Linked DNA regions of Gossypium hirsutum: regions 2 and 3 are each linked to region 1. A link is a contact called in public Hi-C data. All regions are on one chromosome and are shown on one strand. Each heading gives the region's core, a stretch centred on a gene start, on an enhancer-like site or on the middle of the called end of the contact. The rest is flanking DNA. Distances are from core to core; before and after follow the strand shown.

Region 1 (2,532 bases), core at 19-2,518:
ATGAACTTTGATTTAATGTATAATTGTATACATGAACTTTAATTTAGTGCAATTATTCACGTGAAACTCTAATTGTGGTTCAAATATATACTTGAAACATTAATTTTGATTTAATCATGCACATTTAAAGAAATAAATACATCAATTTATTTTTATATTGGATAAATATAATTATTTATGTATGCAATATATAAATATAAGATGACATTATATCAATAATTATGTTAATAATTTACAAGAATTAAATAAAATCAAAATTTTATGTATAAAATTACACAAAATCAAATTTCATGTATACAAATTACACATTAAACTATAGTTCAAATATAGTTTTGGGATTTATCCCATTCATAAAATGTAAGTATATTATCATTGAATTTTTTTTGTTAATTTAATCGTAAATTTGAGCGTTTAATGATGGCTTAAATTTGATGTAGATGCCAATTTAACTTAAACATATGAATCGATTAGAAACAGTATGGTATGAAAGTCCTTAAAATTTCAAACCCTAAAAGGTAAAATTGACCTGATTGCTCCACATGTTTAAATTGGTATTCATATGTTGGACTTAATGTCAAACCTACAATATTTAATATTTTAGGATTCAGTTATAGAATTTTAAATCTTAGGATAAATTTAGAGTTTAGTCTCTGGGTCATCTTGTGGAATTAACCCTTATTTATTTTCAATATTTTACATAATAATTAAATACCGAGGTGAAATTTGACTATGTTGCTTTACTCTGACACACAATTATGTCCGTAGTCAGGAGGTAAAAGAGAAAAAGGTAAAAACTGTTTTTTTTTCTTTAAAATAATGGTCTAAAAGTGTCTTGTATTAGAGAAGAAAATATTTAGATTTTAATTTATAAAATTGTGATGTTTAAAGTTAATTTATTAATATAAATTGATTTGTAAAAGAAAATAGGAAAAAGTGTTTTCAGTTAGTGTAGGTAGTATGAATAGAAACAATTATAAAATAACAATTTTAATAGCATAGTAATTTTTGAATAATTAAATAATTTTATAATTTTTTAAATTTAGTGGCTAAAATATAAAGCTATTAATAATTGAGTGTAGTTAGATCCATAAAAACATTATATCCTATTTCTTCATCACGTAACACGTGTTGGTCCCTCTAACCAAGAAAACTAGCACACGCGTCAACCTCATCCCTGTATTTAAATTCAAAAGCTCCGCTTGGCATCCAAAGAAAACAAAACCCACCAAAAATATAACATAACTGTCTCATCAGGTTTTAGTAGATTTCCGCTCTTTCATCATCCGTTTTCTAGCACCTAATGATACTATTATCATTAATTCAAAATTTTTTTTGAATATTTGCTACACCGCCATAGACTCTGTAAATTCAGTTCCTTCGGTTTCTTTTATTTTTTAATTCTTTTGTATTTGTTTGGTGGAATTTTTCAGTCAAAGAATGGCGGGAAACGATTGGATAAACAGTTACCTGGAAGCGATCTTGGACGTTGGTCCAGGGATCGATGAAGCGAAATCGTCATTGTTGCTGAGGGAGAGAGGTCATTTCAGTCCAACTCGTTACTTCGTGGAAGAGGTTATCACTGGTTTCGACGAGACCGATCTCCACCGTTCTTGGATTCGAGTACGGTTTCGTTTTCACCTTCTTTTTGGCTGTTCTCTCTCTCTCTCTCTCTCTCTCTCTCTCTCTCTCTCTCTCTCTCTCTCTCTCTTCTAAACATAGTAATACTCGAAATTCTTCCGGTCTCTCTGTTTTTTGTGTTCAATTTGAATAATGGACTGTTTTGAGTGTTTAATTTAAGTATACTTTTTTAAAATATATTTTTTGGTTTTAGGCTGCTGCTACGAGGGGTCCTAAGGAGAGGAACACGAGACTGGAGAATATGTGCTGGAGGATTTGGAATTTGGCTCGAAAGAAGAAGCAGGTTTTTTTTTCCTTTTCTTTTCAATGCTATTTCTGTTTGAATTTCGCATCTAATATAATTTTGCTTTTGATATGTAAACAAATATAGAAAATCCTCCTTTGATTGTGATGGACAATGTTTTATTAAACCGGATCGGGTGTTGAGGCCACCAGTTTGCATGTGGATCGGTCCGATTAAAAAATAATAAGAATTTTAAATATTGGTTGTATTTCTCGATTTAATCAGTTCAAAGCTACTGGTACCAGGTTAAACCAATCCGACCGGTCGGCTGGTTCAAACAACATTGGTGCTGGATTTGGTGTTGAGTGGTTAGTAGAATAGAAGTGAATTTATTTTCTTTTATTTCTTATTTGTGTTGTTTTTGGGTCAACTGTGATGACCTTCACAACAACGATAGTAAAGTTGCTTGTCCATGAGGATAATGCGATTTTTTTTGTTTGTTTTTCATTTGGCTGGGTGATTTTTAAGTTGAATACCAAATTGCTTGCTATTCAGCATGTCTAGCCATTTCTCTTTTTGGAATTAAGCTATAAATTAAAATTTTAGCATTATATGAACTACTCTGATTGAATAACTCAGGTCAACATGTTATTTTCGACCAGGGACAATTT
Region 2 (2,532 bases), core at 21-2,520, 170 kb after region 1:
CAAAAGAGGATCTTTTTCGACGAAAACGTCGGCAAACCGCCTTCGATGGTTTATCAGCGCGTAGATCTCGAAAATTTATTCGAAATCAAAAAAATTCGTCTCAATCAGACAACCGAGCCAAAAGTTATGGCCTTTCAAAGTTTTCCAAGCTAAAAACACATTGTTCATGCCACGTCAGCAAATCGCGTCCTAGAGGAAGCGATTTCCTTCCACGTCAGCAAATCGCGCTGACGTGGACGCGATTTCCTGCACGTACCCTGACATCGCGCTGACGTGGACGTGATTTCGCGAAAAATGACCCATTCCGATAAATAATTAGAAAAGTGGCCTATTTCGGTAAATTTAAAAAAAAGGGCTTTTTTTAGTAATAAACCCGATAGAATTACCGTTAAAATGAAAACACGCCCTATAAATCTGGTTTGCAGGAGAAAGAATAAAAACAGCCTAAATCGTCAGCATAGTTTCTCAATTTATTTTCAGATTTTTTTTGTTAAATAAGCCACCAGCTTTGTGTACGAAAATTATAAATAAATTTAATTGAGCAAAATATAAACTTCAAACTCTGAATTCGAGGTTGGCTCTACTCCATTATACCCGTACAAGCAGATAAGGCAATCATCCCGGAGCAGGCTCCAACCCCCAAGCCCACTTCTCCCATCTTAAAATGCACGCATCTTTTTGTCAAATTCCGAAATTATCAATAATAATTAGCAGAATTTAATTTATAATCAGTCTATATATTTTAAATTTTTGAAATTTAATTTATTTTTATTCACAAAATTTTAAATACATGTCTAATTTGAAAATTCAAAGTAGAGAAATTAAAGTTAAAATATACGCTTTTTTCACTTTTTTGTATATTTGAAATTTAATTCTTTTATTTTTATTTTAAGTAATTTAATTTTTCTATTTTTTGATTTAATAATGTAAATTTAATTATTAAAATTATTCTGTTAAATACATATTTATTATAACGTTATTTCTTTTTGTTACTTGACTCTCAAGAATGTATTTTTATTTCAAAATATCATATCAATGAATTTAACTAAAAAGTTTCAGTAAGGTAAACAATTTAAACATAAATTTTGAAATCTGAAAAGGTTGAAAGATTAAATTCTTAGAAATATAAAGAGTTCAAAGACTTGAAACATATTTTAATCAGGTACTAAATTCCTAAAAGGATTATATTTTAAAAGTTTAAAGAGTACAGGGACTGGGGAATAATTAAATCTAATCAATAATAGTAAAAGAGAAAAAGGCCAAATAATTGAAATTCCTACGTCTAAACACCTGCGTGACGCTTTGGTACAGTTGTCTACTTTTTCCCCCCGATCCGATCAATAAACCCTAAAAGCTCTTTGCAATCGATTTTAATGTTCAATTTCGATTCTTAGACAGAGATCGGCGTAGTTTCGTAGTAAATAAAAAGGAGAAATAGATGATGCAGAGACGGAGTCCACCGAAGCACAGGCACGATGGGACTTCGCCACTGCCTCTCGGGATGGATTGGAGTCCGCCCCCTCGTAAATGGGTCAGCTTCCTTACAAATTTACCATTTCATTTTAAATTAGTTTGGAATTCGAATCGGCACTTAGATTCTGTTGTTGAAGAGTTTTTAGTTCATGAAATTCTAGAATTTTGAACAATAATTTAGTGTTTAGAGTGAGTTTTATGGTCGATCAAGACTAAAAGAAAAAAAGACTGGATATTTTTCAATTATGAGATTGGACTTGATTGCTAGATTGTTTCAGTAACTTACGTAATCTTAATCTCAATTGAAAAAAAAAAAAGAGTGCATTCCCTCGTAAATTGGTCAGCTTTCCGACAATTTACTCTCTTTTCGTTGATTTTATTTGAAGTTACCTTGGAATTCGAATTGGCACTCAGATTTTGCGATTGAAGAGTTTAGTTCATAGAAATTATAGAATTTTGATCCATAATTAATGCTTATAGGGAGTTTTACGGTGGATCAAGACCCAAAAAACAGACTATAGATTTTGCAATGATGAGATTGGACTTGATTGCTAGATTGTTTCATTAACTGATGTAGCTATCTTAATCTCAATTGAAAAAGACTTTTAAATAAAATACCTCTTAACCAGTTTTTAAATGCATTAATATAGTAAATTTAGAATTTTATGTTTGCTTCGCTTGTCAGTATAAGTCCTCATAAGCTGGTTTTGAGCATTTACAAAGTTCCTATGGTTCTTAAGCATTTGCTGCTGAAATTTTAGTTGTAGTATTTTTCATAAGGACAGTGATAGGAGAATTCTATCAAGAATCTAGACATCTAAAAGTAAGGGATGAGCTATACTTTAATCTTGACATAGATTGGTATTCTGAATACTATCTTTCTTTTAACTTAGGAAGGAATGGATTTTGATGTTCTTCATTCATGTTGCTATTTTATTAGTAGAACCTTTTTGGCTGTCTGGAAACTTATAATTGAATTTTGGTTTTAGCGCTTATTCAATTTACATATACATGCAGAATGGGAGAGAAACTGTTTGGCCACATGATCCTCGAACTGGA
Region 3 (2,532 bases), core at 10-2,509, 130 kb before region 1:
TTAGATTCTACGATCTTTTCTTTTCCCCTATATACAACTCGAAATGAAAAACCTAATTCCACGAACTAGCGGATTGGAATTAACAATTGAGAAACAAAAATGAAGACAAAGAAAAAACAACATAATTTTTTATCAAATTTCGCAAAATAAATAATAATTCAGATTAATAAATTTATTAGCTACGAAACTTTATTAAAAACAATTATTAACAAAAATGTTAGGCTGATTTAATTGAATATAAATTTAGAATTCTACGATCCTATTTTTGCCCTAAATACTGTCAGAAATGGAAAACCAAATACCACGAACAGACGGTGAAATAAACAATTGAGAAATAAAAATGAAGAAAATGGGGGAAAAAACCCCCTAATTTTTATCACTTTTTCACAAAAAAAAATTCAGATTAATCAAAATTTCAGCTATGAAGATTTATTTTAAAAAGGTGAAATTGAATATAAAATTAGAGTCTACGATCCTAACTTTTCCCTAAATACAGTCCGAAATGGAAAACCAAATTCCACGAACAGACGGAGGAATTAACAATTGAGAAAGAAAAATGAAGAAAAAGAAAAAAAAACCTAATGTTCATCAAATTTTCGTAAAATAAAAAATAATTCAGATTAATAAATTTGCTAGCTACGGAAATTTATTAAAAAACCAATAATCAACAAAAAAATGTTAAGCTGATTTAATTGAATGCGAATTTAGATTTTACGATCTTCTTTTTCCCTTTCTAAATACAAACCAAAATGAAAAATTCGACGAAACTTGCGCAATGGATTTGAATATCGAGAAGCAAAAAATAAAAACGAAGAGAAAAAGAATACGAACCGGCCAGCGACATAGAGCCAAGCGATGCAAGAGAAAAAAGCCATCAACAAAGAAGGCTTGGATGTTTGCAGATTCTTCGATCTCCATCGTTTATCTCCTTTAGTGGTTGTAGGTAAACCCTCCATATCACACTCTTAACGCATATACAGAATCGAAACAGAGAATTGATCGCCGGTCTCTGATGATCTCTACTTTTATAATTCGGATAATTACAATGAACGAGAATGCGAACTCAGTGTAGGGATTCAAATCAAGTATGAAAAAGAAATGACGGAGAATCAAAGACTAGAAGAAACAAACGGAAATTTGAAATGAAATTAAAAAGAAAAACGAAGAGAGAGATCTGAGAGCGGTAACTGACGATGGGTTGTATAGGCCAAGCCCACCTAGATTCGGCCTACACCGAACTTGGACAATCCCACCAATTTAATTTTGGTAATTTTTATTAGATCTTGGCAATTTGTACAACGAATTCAGATATTCCCTATTTAATATTTGGAATTATATTTGAATTTAGATTTTAAAATTATGGATTGGAAGTAGATGTGATTGGTATTTTACATATTTATTACTTAAATTTATATTATTAATTTGAATAACAGTCTAAAATCCGGATATTTAAATTCACATGTTGTAAAATGCTTATAAATTTGATTATGAATATAAAATATTAGCTTAAGGTCTAAAAAGTTTTCAAACTTTAAAAAAAAAAAGTAATTAATTTTTTGCATTTTTTTGCACTCATTTGTGTACTTGAATTTTTAAAATGCATCAAAAAAATCCTCAAACCTTTTTTAAAAAAGCAATTAAGCCCCTACTTTTTTTTTACATTCAAGTGGGTACTTGAACTTTCAAAATGCATCAAAAAAACCCTCAAACTTTTTTTAAAAAAAAGTAATTAATCCCTTGGCTTTATTAAAAATTAGAAAAAAATTAGAAAAAATTAAAAAATTAAAAAATTATTAAATTTTAATAAAAATATGAAAAAATTAAAATTTATTAAACATTAGAATTTTTTTATAAAAATCATAAAAATATAAAAAATTGTAAATTTTTATAAAAATCATAATCAAATTAACGACCCCTAGTTTTTTTATGATTTTTATAAAATTTTACAATTTTTTTTATATTTTTAAAATTTAATAATTTTTCTAAAATTTAATAATTTTTTATTTTTTATAATTTTTTTTCTAATTTTTAATAAGAGCATGGGTTTAATTGCTTTTTTGAAAACTTTTAAAGGTCTTCTTGATGTATTTTGAAAGTTCAAGTACCTAATTGAGTGAAAAAAGCAGGGCTTAATTGCTTTTTTTTGAAGAAGTTTGAGGGCCTGTTTGATGCATTTTGAAAGTTCAAGTACTTAATTGAGTGAGAGAGAGAGAGACAGAGACTTAATTGCTTTTTTTGAAAAAGTTTGAGGGTTTTTTACACCTTTAAACCTAAAGTATTCTAGCCAATTCAAATTCAAACTTTTGCAAATTAGGATATCCAAAAAAAATTGAAATTAGTTTTATTTTTGCAAATTTGGCATTCCTAAAGATAATTAAATTTTTTCGAAATTAATTTTTTTTATAAATTCGAATATCTGATAGATAATTTATAAATAATATTACTCAAATAATATTATAGATAATAAATAAATTTAAATTTTTAGATAGATTTACAAATTTCGATTTACGTAATTTACAAATTACAAACATT

What was found. Hi-C and Micro-C count contacts between places; a contact is called where the count stands out from the background.
Region 2: a Hi-C map of petal shows a contact between it and region 1, with 2.0 times the contacts expected there. The contact joins the promoter of LOC107901615 here to the promoter of LOC121218323 in region 1. A contact is called at or near these places in 2 of 34 Hi-C or Micro-C datasets (leaf and petal).
Region 3: a contact with region 1 is called in a Hi-C map of leaf, with 2.3 times the contacts expected there. The contact joins the promoter of LOC107962907 here to the promoter of LOC121218323 in region 1. A contact is called at or near these places in 6 of 34 Hi-C or Micro-C datasets (callus, fibers, hypocotyl and 1 more).

What each region holds. Positions count from the first base shown.
Region 1 is chrD06:23,758,060-23,760,591 of Gossypium_hirsutum_v2.1, reverse strand. It overlaps LOC121218323 (probable sucrose-phosphate synthase 1), which reads left to right and starts at 1,268. Exons shown (of 13, transcript XM_041095398.1): 1 at 1,268-1,620; 2 at 1,832-1,921. The coding sequence starts at 1,438.
Region 2 is chrD06:23,584,491-23,587,022 of Gossypium_hirsutum_v2.1, reverse strand. It overlaps LOC107901615 (PX domain-containing protein EREL1), which reads left to right and starts at 1,270. Exons shown (of 10, transcript XM_041095392.1): 1 at 1,270-1,531; 2 at 2,491-2,532. The coding sequence starts at 1,439.
Region 3 is chrD06:23,889,753-23,892,284 of Gossypium_hirsutum_v2.1, reverse strand. It overlaps LOC107962907 (hydroxyproline O-galactosyltransferase HPGT3), which reads right to left and starts at 1,259. Exons shown (of 12, transcript XM_041095401.1): 1 at 832-1,259. The coding sequence starts at 956.